2 separate regions of the Zea mays genome follow, and region 2 is linked to region 1. Evidence: chromatin contacts called from public Hi-C data. All regions are on one chromosome and are shown on one strand. Each heading gives the region's core, a stretch centred on a gene start, on an enhancer-like site or on the middle of the called end of the contact. The rest is flanking DNA. Distances are from core to core; before and after follow the strand shown.

The links. Hi-C and Micro-C count contacts between places; a contact is called where the count stands out from the background.
Region 2: a Hi-C map of leaf mesophyll shows a contact between it and region 1, with 2.3 times the contacts expected there. The contact joins the promoter of LOC100284660 here to the promoter of LOC100272304 in region 1. A contact is called at or near these places in 4 of 25 Hi-C or Micro-C datasets (ear, leaf, leaf mesophyll and 1 more).

The regions. Positions count from the first base shown.
Region 1 is chr1:289,273,734-289,278,876 of Zm-B73-REFERENCE-NAM-5.0, forward strand. LOC100272304 reads left to right here and starts at 2,463. Exons shown (of 16, transcript NM_001359596.1): 1 at 2,463-3,081; 2 at 3,208-3,285; 3 at 3,378-3,494; 4 at 4,308-4,393. The coding sequence starts at 3,034.
Region 2 is chr1:289,498,217-289,503,359 of Zm-B73-REFERENCE-NAM-5.0, forward strand. It overlaps LOC100284660 (cytosolic purine 5-nucleotidase), which reads right to left and starts at 2,862. Exons shown (of 17, transcript NM_001157555.2): 1 at 2,219-2,862; 2 at 1,438-1,700; 3 at 29-106. The coding sequence starts at 2,360.

The DNA of each region.
Region 1 (5,143 bases), core at 1,213-3,712:
ATTCAAGAAACTGTGTATTGAATGGCTAGAAATAATAGAAACTATGTGTAACGAAATTCTTGGAAATTACACGAAGAAAGAAGATCAGCTAATGACCGCTGCCTTCGGTACCTGGCCAAAACGAAGGCTAAATCGGGTAATGGATGCCCTGAACTTCGAGTACCCGGACTATGACAGACTTGACGAAGGGGTCGGGGAGCGAAAAGAAAAAAGGTTGTTAGCATTCTGAGGAGGCAACCTGCCCGATCTGTGAAGGAAGATGAAGAGGCCTTGAAGAGGATGAAAATAGCGTCGGAACCGAAGGCACCAGCTCCTAAGAAACGGAAACTTGACAAGATACCTTCTGCCGAACCGAAGGTACATGATGCACCGGAAAAAAAACCTTGAACCCTCCGTCACCTTCTGCTGCCGAAGTGTTAGAAACTTTGAAGGTAATGACTGAATCACCACCATTCAAGTTGCTAAGTCCTCTGGGATTAGAACTGACCAAACTTTTACAAAAAAAGAAAATTCCTTCGGCTACCGACGGAAGAGACGGGGGACAGAAAAAGCGACGTATGATGAACATACTCCATGCAATTGAGCAAACACCGCCTCCAGCTTCGGCAGACAAGACTGTCAAATCTACTGATGCCAAAGCTGCCTTTGCAACTGAAGGCGAAGATCTCACGACCACCATATCCAGAATTGACAAGATTATATCAGACGTGGCTGTGGAAAAGGAGGTGGCCATATAAGTGTTAGACAAAGGGAATAAGGCTAAGGAAATCTCTTCGGAAGAAGCAGACTTCGACCTACGGCACCTGGGTGGCCAGCAGCTTTCCAAAGAAGATATGACAGAGTTGAAGGATTTTGCTATCAACTGCGGCTACCAGCCAGAGTCCACGCTCTTTGGTGTGGTACTGTGGTGGACGAAGAGCGGATTATCCGCCCTCCAAGAACGTATGGTCTGCAATTAGGAGTCAGTACTATCCGGGCTGAAGCACACATGGACTTATGCAAACTTGTAATCCCTATGGTTAGGTCTGCGGACGGTTCAGGGCAAAAGCCCGAACAGTCCGTAGAACAAAAGTTAAAATACCTCTCGAGAGGGAGCACTCCTGCTTGAGGAACGATCCATCGACCACTGAACATACCAACTTTTCAAACATGCTTTTGAAAAGATTTTAACTATCGAAACCAAAAGCGCGGTTAGTCCTCATGCAATGTAAAGGCTCTATGAGGCTCTAGCGGGAGTGATTATTTACAAGCGCAATCATACTATTTTTTAGTGACGTGCGGTGTAAAATATATGTCGATGTCAAAATTACGAGTACTGTACTATATGTGCGGGCCTGGTCGCCTCGCCGTTGGCTCCAAGCAAATTTGACTTTCGAATTTCGTTCTGTCTGCTACTTATATATACCAGCTCGATCTGAATCTAAAAACGCAAACATGAGTCCAGTTTGTAGTTGGACGCTTAACTTTTCTTCACGGGGTGTCTCGAAATTGAAACAGACAGGTTTGATCCGTTCAAGTTCAACTCCAGAGGGCGGGCTGGCTGGTACAGGTACAGCGCGTCGGGCATCGGCTAGCTCATCAAGTTAAGGCGGCCCACGGCCGGAACAGAGAGTGCATGTGTATTGTACAGCACACTTGCATCGCCTCGTCGCTGACATCCACGGAATCAGCGTAGGTGTACCGCTTCGCAGCAGCACTACTGGCGGGCAGTAGTGCATGTACGATGACGATGGATTGCTGGCGGCCAATCAGCGCCTGCACTGCAGGGTGTTAAAGTGTGTACGCATGGATGCAACTACACATGCATGGATGGACATGGCATGACACCAACGGTTAATAATGTTATAATGACCTTAATTTGTTTTTCCGTTCAATGGCCTCACACTATACGGCTGCTTTTATTACCGCTAGTGTTGGCACCCACACACGCTTACGTTACGGGAGAGCTAATTTGTGTTGTGCGTTTCAATACAATCGAGGACCGTGCAGGGTGCGTACAACGTAACGGAAATGTGGCGTAACACGGTATTATTCCCGTACACGCTACTGTAGCATCCAATTCCAGATTTTACCCTTACGTACGTACATGAAGGCGATGGGAGAGACCAGACGTCCAGACCAGCGAGGAGAGACCAGACCAGCGAGGCGAGACCTGGCAGGCCGGGGATCACCGCAAAATGGCAGCGCAGGCTCGTCGTCGCCGGGGCCGCGTCGTGTACCGGAGGCGCAGAGGGCCGTTGGCGCTGGCGAGCCCGGGCCGGGACTGGTCCCACCCCTACCTCCTCCTCACCTCGACCCCCTTCTCGTTCCGTGTCGCCTTCTCCGCCGTGGCCGCGACAGCTGCCGCGAATTAATTATTCGCCCACCATTAAAACACCTCCGCCCCCTTCGCGACCTCCTCCAGTCCTCCCCAACTCCTCTCCATATCTCCACCCTTCCTCAGTTCCTCTCTCGTCTCTCATCTCATCCACTCCCGTCCCAGAATCTCCGTACACGCTTCCTCCTCGCCGTCGTGCCACCCCACCAAACCACGCCTGAACTGCCATTTCCCCCGTTTTTTCCCCTCTCGCGCAAGGCGTAACCGGTGCGTCGTGGGGGGTAGTTTCGGCCGAGGGAAGCGCGGCGCGGGACCGGGCGCGTTTCAGAATTCAGACCGGCCGGCCGGCCGCGGGGAGGGCGCCGCGAGATCGCATTGTGGCGGACGCGGCCGGGTCACCGCGGCATTCCGCTCCGGGGGTGTCCGTGGCTGCTCGAGGCTTTTGCTTGTTTGTCTCTTACCTCTTGCGTTGCGTCGGGCGGCGGGGCTCGAGGTTGGTGGCCGGCCAGGCGCAGCGTCTCCTTTTCGCGGTCGCCTTTCCGGAGCGGCTGCCGCCGCTGCTGGTGCCTGGTGGGGACGCGCTTCGCCTTTCCGCCGCCTCGGCGTGGCGTGATTCCGAAGCGTTGCCGGGGTTGTACTGGTTGCTGGTAGATAGAAAAACACCGCATCTTTTTTGGAGGGCTCGTCTCGGCTGGCACGAAGGTTCCTCGCGGACAATGCCGAGCATCCGAGCTCCGGCGTCCAAGCAGACGGCCACGCTACAGGTGCGCCACCACTACCATTCTCCCGTGGACGGCCTAGCTCCTGGGAAACTGCATTCTCGCTGCTTAACTGCTAGCATTGCTCATCGTGTGCGCAATTGTAATCGTGACGATGCATTCCGACTGCAGGTGGCTGTCAAGTGCAGGCCATTGACCGACACCGAGCAGCGGCGTTCGCGGCATATTATACAGGTCATTGATGACAAGGTACCCCCGCGCTGCGCTTCTGGTGTGTCGATGGATTTGCTCTTTGCAATTGGTGGTGACAATGTGACGGTTTACACGCTTTTCGCTCATAGACTGTGGTCGTGCTGGACCCTGATCTGTCAAAGGATTATCTGGACCTCATCCAGAACCGGACCAAGGAAAGGAGCTATACCTTCGATCATGTGTACGCGCCTGGGTGCTCCAATTCGGTATGTGATAGTGAAGTTTGCTCTGCTCTCATCAGTTATTGCTTCGCCTGCTTTTGACATTGGCTTCAGTAGCTCCACATAGCATCTTTCCGGAATCTTCATCTCAGCTTGGTTCTTCCCGACCTTCTCATTTCTTGCTTCCCAGAAATGATGCAATGGAAGACCAAACCACCAACTCATTTTTATCATGAATTGCTTGAATTAGGCGTGTCTCGTGCTCTGGACAGTTGTTGAAACAATACTACGGAGTACTGACATGTACAAACTACTGGTTGCTGGTACTAGCCTACTGGCTACTAGGGGTATCCCGTGCCTGTACAGTTGGAGCAATACTACTGGCATCTAAAGGGCCAATGAGCAGGTTCTTTTCAGTCTGTGCTGTAGCTAACCCGTGATGTAGACTTTACTATTAGGTATCTACCTAATGCAGACGTCTTCAAGGAAGTAGTTTTGTTGTACGGTTGAATTTTGAATTATTGATTACTATGACCCTTGAACTTCAATTCAGATGTTTTGTCTAGTGAATGTATGCCAGGACTTCAAGCATGTGCTAAACTGACCCAACAAATCAGATGTTTGAACTTTTGTTAATCTTCTAGGTTTACAAATTAATCATATTGTTTTTTATTTGTGTTAACAGAATAGTAGTAGGAATAGAAATAAATTATTTATTGTTATAGCATAAGGTGTAGACTAATCTACTCTGGGTGATTACACACTTGTGCTTGCCAGCTAATTACTGGTAAGAAGTCACATGTTCTTGTACTTTCGACACCATCACATTTTCATTATTGTGACCCTATTCATGTTCAGGACGTGTATAAGAATATATCCTCTACAATTGCTGGTGTAGTCCAAGGCCTTAACGCGACAGTCTTTGCTTATGGTTCTACTGGAAGGTATTTGTTAACTGTATTGTGTTGCTTGCTGTCTGCTTAACATTGTGGCATATGTTGCTTCGCAGTTCAGAATGTTTTACATGTTACTATTATTATTAATAACCATGGTGCACATTTCAAATGGCAAACCTCAATAAAAAGTATAGAGCTTGCTATGGAATTTCATTCTAACTTGCCCATCGAAGTTTAGCACATTATACTTGTTTTTTGTGTTTGTAATACTAATATTTTGTAGTAATGTGATGCATTGCTTGCACTGTATTTGTTGAAATTTTATCATGTTTAAGCAAAATAATCATGGCTGACCACATATATCTTAGAATGCATTCACATTACATTGGTTATGTTTACTTAAACTATAGCCTGCACTTTCAATGTTAACTAATTTAGCTTGTTATTATTTTCAGTTAACTTATATATTAGGTTTTCTATCCTTTTGTTCCTCATAACATTAGTTTAAACTGTGGCAGTGCTACTCTTTGAAACTTTCATCATGGAAAAACAGCTAAATCATATATCCATGTCCCCATTCACCAATGGGACGTTAGTAAATGTCAGATACTGTATTTCATGATCTTCTGTAAATGTCGCATAGTGTATTATTTTATCATGTTTAAGCAAAATAATCATGGCTGACCACATATATCTTAGAATGCATTCACATTACATTGGTTATGTTTACTTAAACTATAACCTGCATGTTCAATGTTAACTAATTTAGCTTGTTATTATTTCCAGTTAACTTATATA
Region 2 (5,143 bases), core at 1,612-4,111, 220 kb after region 1:
GGGGCAAAGTTAAGAGATAATAACTGACCTTCAAGATATTTCCTCTCTTCTTATCGAGAACTAGTCCTCTGACCATATATTTCCAATCAAATTCCCAAGTCAACAGCTGCATAACCAAAGAATAGTAAAATCAAATTCTGAACCTAAACAAGCACAACGTGGAATGTGCTTTGTTGCTTTCATAAAGATTCAGTATGTAAAGGTGAATTCTGGAATCAAGGCAAATGTACTCCACTAGAAAATGTTTCTGCTTAATAAGTGGATAGCAAGTTTCATTCTCCAATGTGTTTAACTTTACAAGTGCACCACTCAGTGAGCCCCCACTAAGATAAATAGCAACAACTCCAATGAGGATTTTTAATCAAGAACAGCACCAACGTGCAACGTTATGCAGCCGTAACTCCATAAAAGTAAATACAGGTAGAGTGTACTAATTCATCTTTGCTTCCATAACCAGAAGACAATGTGCTTCCTTGCCATCACTATAGAAATGCTGCCACAAACTACCGAATTGCATGCTAAACTCAGTAAGTAGTCCAGGCTCTAAAAGGATAATATCTGATAGACTAAAAGTACATAGTGATACATAAGAGCATCTCCAACAGCGTGACCTATAAAAATACCCTATAAAAATTTAAAAATGAGTAAAATTTTATAGGATTTAGGGCACCAACAAAATACTTTGCTCCAACAGTAAAGCCTCAAATTTAGTTTATAGAGCAGCCCACTAAGAGCATCTCCGATAGGAACCCCACACGGGGTTCTATTTAGAAATATAGAACTCTAGCACCAAAAACATATTCCAATAGGTGCTCTATTTTACAAAAATTCATCAAACCATTATAGGGCTCGGCCTCTCGGGTTCTAAATATAGTACCCCATATACCGGAGCCCTATCCTCATTTGTACACTATTCCTAATTTTTTATTTGCTAAATAACATGGTTTATTTCCTAATAATATGATATAGGGCTCGATTGTTGGAGCTGCAAACGTTTTTTTGGCCCTAAACACTTTAAATCAAGTCTTTTTTTACTTTTGAGGACTCAAATATTGGACTTCTTGTTGGAGATGTTCTAAGGTGTAGTAATGTAGTATATTTGAGACACTTGAGACTTGAGAGAGTGCCCTATAATTTTTTTACCAAGTTTTATAAAATAAGGCACTGTTGGAGTAGTTTTTTTGTAGAGCCCTATATTTCAATTTGAGGCACCAATTTGAGCCATTATTGCTACTGGAACACCCAAACAGTACAATCATGGACACATTGGAAAACAATTAAAGCGACTATATGTCTATGTGCCGTTAATTATCTTTCTTGCATGCATTGAAAGGTCAATATACAAATAAATTCAAAACCGGCACATCTATATGAAAGTAATCAACCTGGATATTTTATCTTGATGTGTTAAGAAAATTTGCATTCCTTAGCACTAACCTCTTCAGGGTAGCGGAGATCCTTCACAAGCTTCTCTATTGTACCATAGTAAGCAAGGGACTCGAAGGTTTCAGGCTTGTACTGTGCCAGAGTGTAGTCCATATCAAATCCCACTGCTGTGATGTTCCTCATGTTGAGTGACCTGTTGCAGAATACCTCCTTCCCGACAGAAATGCTTCTCGGTTCTGCCGAAGGTGATGACCATACTGCCCCAGTGGACGCTGTCTCCACCGCACCGCTGTCCATCCTTGCAGCAGTGCAACCTGATTGGAGATCAGCACGTCAAGTGTTGCAAGAGCATACAATCTAAACTGAAGAATGCTAACCGTACTTCACGATTGGTGGAGAAAAACGTTGTTTCAATCAGGAATTATGACACAGTTGGTTAAAAGTTAAAACGTTAGAGGTTAGATGACCAACGTATTTCAAGGATATACGGGCAAAATTTGTAGTTCTCACGAGAATAAAACAACTAACGCTGAATAACAAGATGATGATGCAAAATGCAGAATCCATCAAATTCCAACAAAAATCCACAATCTCGGCATGGCATCACGACTCGCCAAAGTGCACCGGGTAACCCAATGAAATCCACAAACTCTGTTCGGGAATTCCTTGGAAACAACCGTCAAAGTCTGGGTGAGGTCGGAGGTATACAAGGCAGAACATCTCGCGCGAGCGAAACCGGTCAAATAGCACGAGAATCGCACGAGAAGAGTGGGCAAAATTCTCACCCTACAGAGAAAGTCCTCACGAATGCACGGAAGAAGCGCGTACGTACCCCTGGAGCCGGAGACCGACGCGGCGGCGGCGGAGGCGGCGGGCGAGCAGGACGAGGACGCGGATGCGAAGAAGAGGAGCAGCGGAGGCGAAAGGGGCGCGAGGTGGAAAGCGGCGGCGAGAGGCCTCCTAGAGAATAGCATGATCGCTGGCTCCCAGCCCGGCGCGCTTTAAATAGGAGACGAGGAGGAGTGCCGGATGCGACGAGGGAGAGAAGACGGGGGGGCGATGGAAACGTGACCGTTGTGCGGGGGAGGGAATAAATGCGGCGCTACCGCGCTAGGTGGAGGACGGGATGAAGAATCCCGATGGGGCCGGGTGGTGCTGGTGCTGGCGCGCGTGAGCGACGGGAGGCCGGGCACCGCCGCGCGGCGGCGTCATCTCATCTCGCCGAGCTGGCCTGCGCCGGGCATTGGCCGACGAGCGGGCGGAGGCGCGGGCCGCGTGGGGGGTGACGGGGCAAGTGGCGCGGGGATCGTGTGCGGATTCGGATGCGGATGCGGTTGCGGTTGCTGCAGCACGGAACAGAGCTCGCGTGCGTGGGAAGCAGGCAAGCAGCAGCGGGCGCGGGCGGACGAACGGACGGGGCGAGGGCTGGGCTGGTGGTGGAGGAACTGCTGGTGCTGGCTTGGGATGGGATGGATGCGTATTCGTTCGAGTTGGCCGCTGTGGTGACGTTGCCCCCACTGGCCACTGGTAACGGATGACGCGCGCCGCTTTCCCTCCCGCGACTTGGCTCCGGGCACACGCGCCTCCGTACCCAAAGGCCAAAGACTAGGGCAGGAGGAGTGGAGAACAAAACGGAGGATGCACCGGTAAGATGTGGATAAGAATGTCGACGATGAGAATAATGGATGGAGGGATAAGTGCTTGACGTAATTGAAGAGAGGATTAAATCACTTTTTAATCAAATTTAATAAAAATGATTTAATTTCTCCAATCACATTCAGATTAGGATGGCAACGGATAATTCCTCGTCGAGTTTTAGCTCTCATACCCGTTCCCGCGACGGAAAAAATTTTCCCATAAAGAACCCCACGAACGCTTGCAAAGGACATTTCTTTCTCATCACCGTTCCCCGCCGGAATAAATCTCCATCGGGGATCCCCATCACCACTTAAATTATAATTAGATCGTAATTCATTTGTTATTAATGTAAACCATTGTCAATTATACACATTGTTAGATGTAAAAAATCATTATGTGTACATTAAAATGACCATATTTGTACAACGGGTGATCTCTTGATAAGTTAATTATTTATTTTTATCATTAAATACTACATGAAAATATCGTCACATGTAAGTTTAACGGGTCCCTGCGGGGAACGGAGACGGGTATAGGTGTACATTCGGGCCGCCCGGCCCGGCCCGGCCCAAGCCCGAAAAGGCCCGGCACATTTAATTTCGGGTCGGCCCGGCCCAATATTAAATTCGGGTCGTGCCGTGCCGGCCCACGGGCCGACCCCTCGGCCCACGGCCCGGCCCGTATTTCACTAAACGTGTCGTGCTTTAAACTGGCGGCCCGAAAATAATAAAGGCCCGAAATACAAAAATGGCCACGGTTGCCGGAGTGCTGGAGCTCGTGGGGGCAGGGGCGACTCCGGTAGCGCTCGTGCAGGGGCGGCCGCGGCTCCGGTCGGCGGTCGCGCTCGGCCGCTCGAGCAGGCCGCAAGGGCGCAGGGACGCAGGGCGCAGAGGCGGCTCCGGTAGCGCTCGCGCAGGGGAGGTCGCGGCTCCGGTCGCCGGTCGCGCTCGGCCGCTCGCGCGGGCCGCACTGCCGCAGGGGCGCACTGCCGCACTGCCGCACTCGTCGGTCGCGCTCCGGTCAGCGGTCGGCGGTCGCGCTGGAGCCTGGCTGGCCGCCTTGGAGATGGGAATCGGGATGGAGATGGGAGTCGCCGAGTTGGGATCGGGACACAGCCACACGAGACGGGAAAGACGGCGGCCGCCGGCTGGTCACGGACTCACGGGAGTAGGACGTAGGGTTTCAGGTTTCCATTTGGCAATTAGCATTTGGCAACAGCAACACCGGGCAACAGCACTTTAGGCCTGCAGGCTGGAATATGGAAATGGGCCGCGCGACCGCGCTTTAGGCCTCTGCTGGCCTGCAGGCTGCAGCTGCCGAGGACGCATTTTCGGGTCTTTTCGGGTCTGCTTAAACGGGCCGGGCTCATGCCCGCCCGTGGGCCTCAGCGTCGGCCCAAGCACGGCTCGATGCAACGGGCTGGGCCGGGCCGGGCCGGCCCAAAATAATTTCGTGTCGTGCCGTTCTTGGGCCGTGCTTTTTTTCGTGCTTCGTGCCCGCCCATTAAGTCCGGCCCAAATGTACACCTATAGAGACGGGGAACCGTCCCCGTTTACTCGTCGAGCGAGAATTTTTCCCCATTTATATTCTCGTGGGAGAAAAACTTCTCCATCCCCATTCCTTAATAGAGGAATTCCCCGTGAGAAATCTGGGATCGGGTCCCCGTTGCCATCTTTAATCCAGATGCAACCGAACAAGGCTTGAGCTACTTCGTCTGCTAAAATGGTGTTATGGTACATCTCCGACAAGTAAATGATGCGAGACTATCCATGATTTAGCTATTAATAAATACATCTATCTTTTATATTGTTAATAAAGCGCCAGTTCAAATTAATCTAGATCCACCCAACAAATGACCCCGTTGAGATATGTTTTCTTTATGTACCCCGCTTTGTACACACCAGAAATCCTTCTCCGTAATATTTAACCGTTCAGATCTCTTCTCCCTCATTATTTCTCTCCCTCACATCTAGCGGCCAAGGACAATCGGATCATCTCAACCCCTCACGCACCCCACCTCCGCTAGAAGTGCGTAGCGTTGGGATCGGACGTCGAGCCCCACGGGTTTGTCGGAGAGGTCGAGCTCGACGCCCATGGTGTGCTAGCTACCCGTTGACGT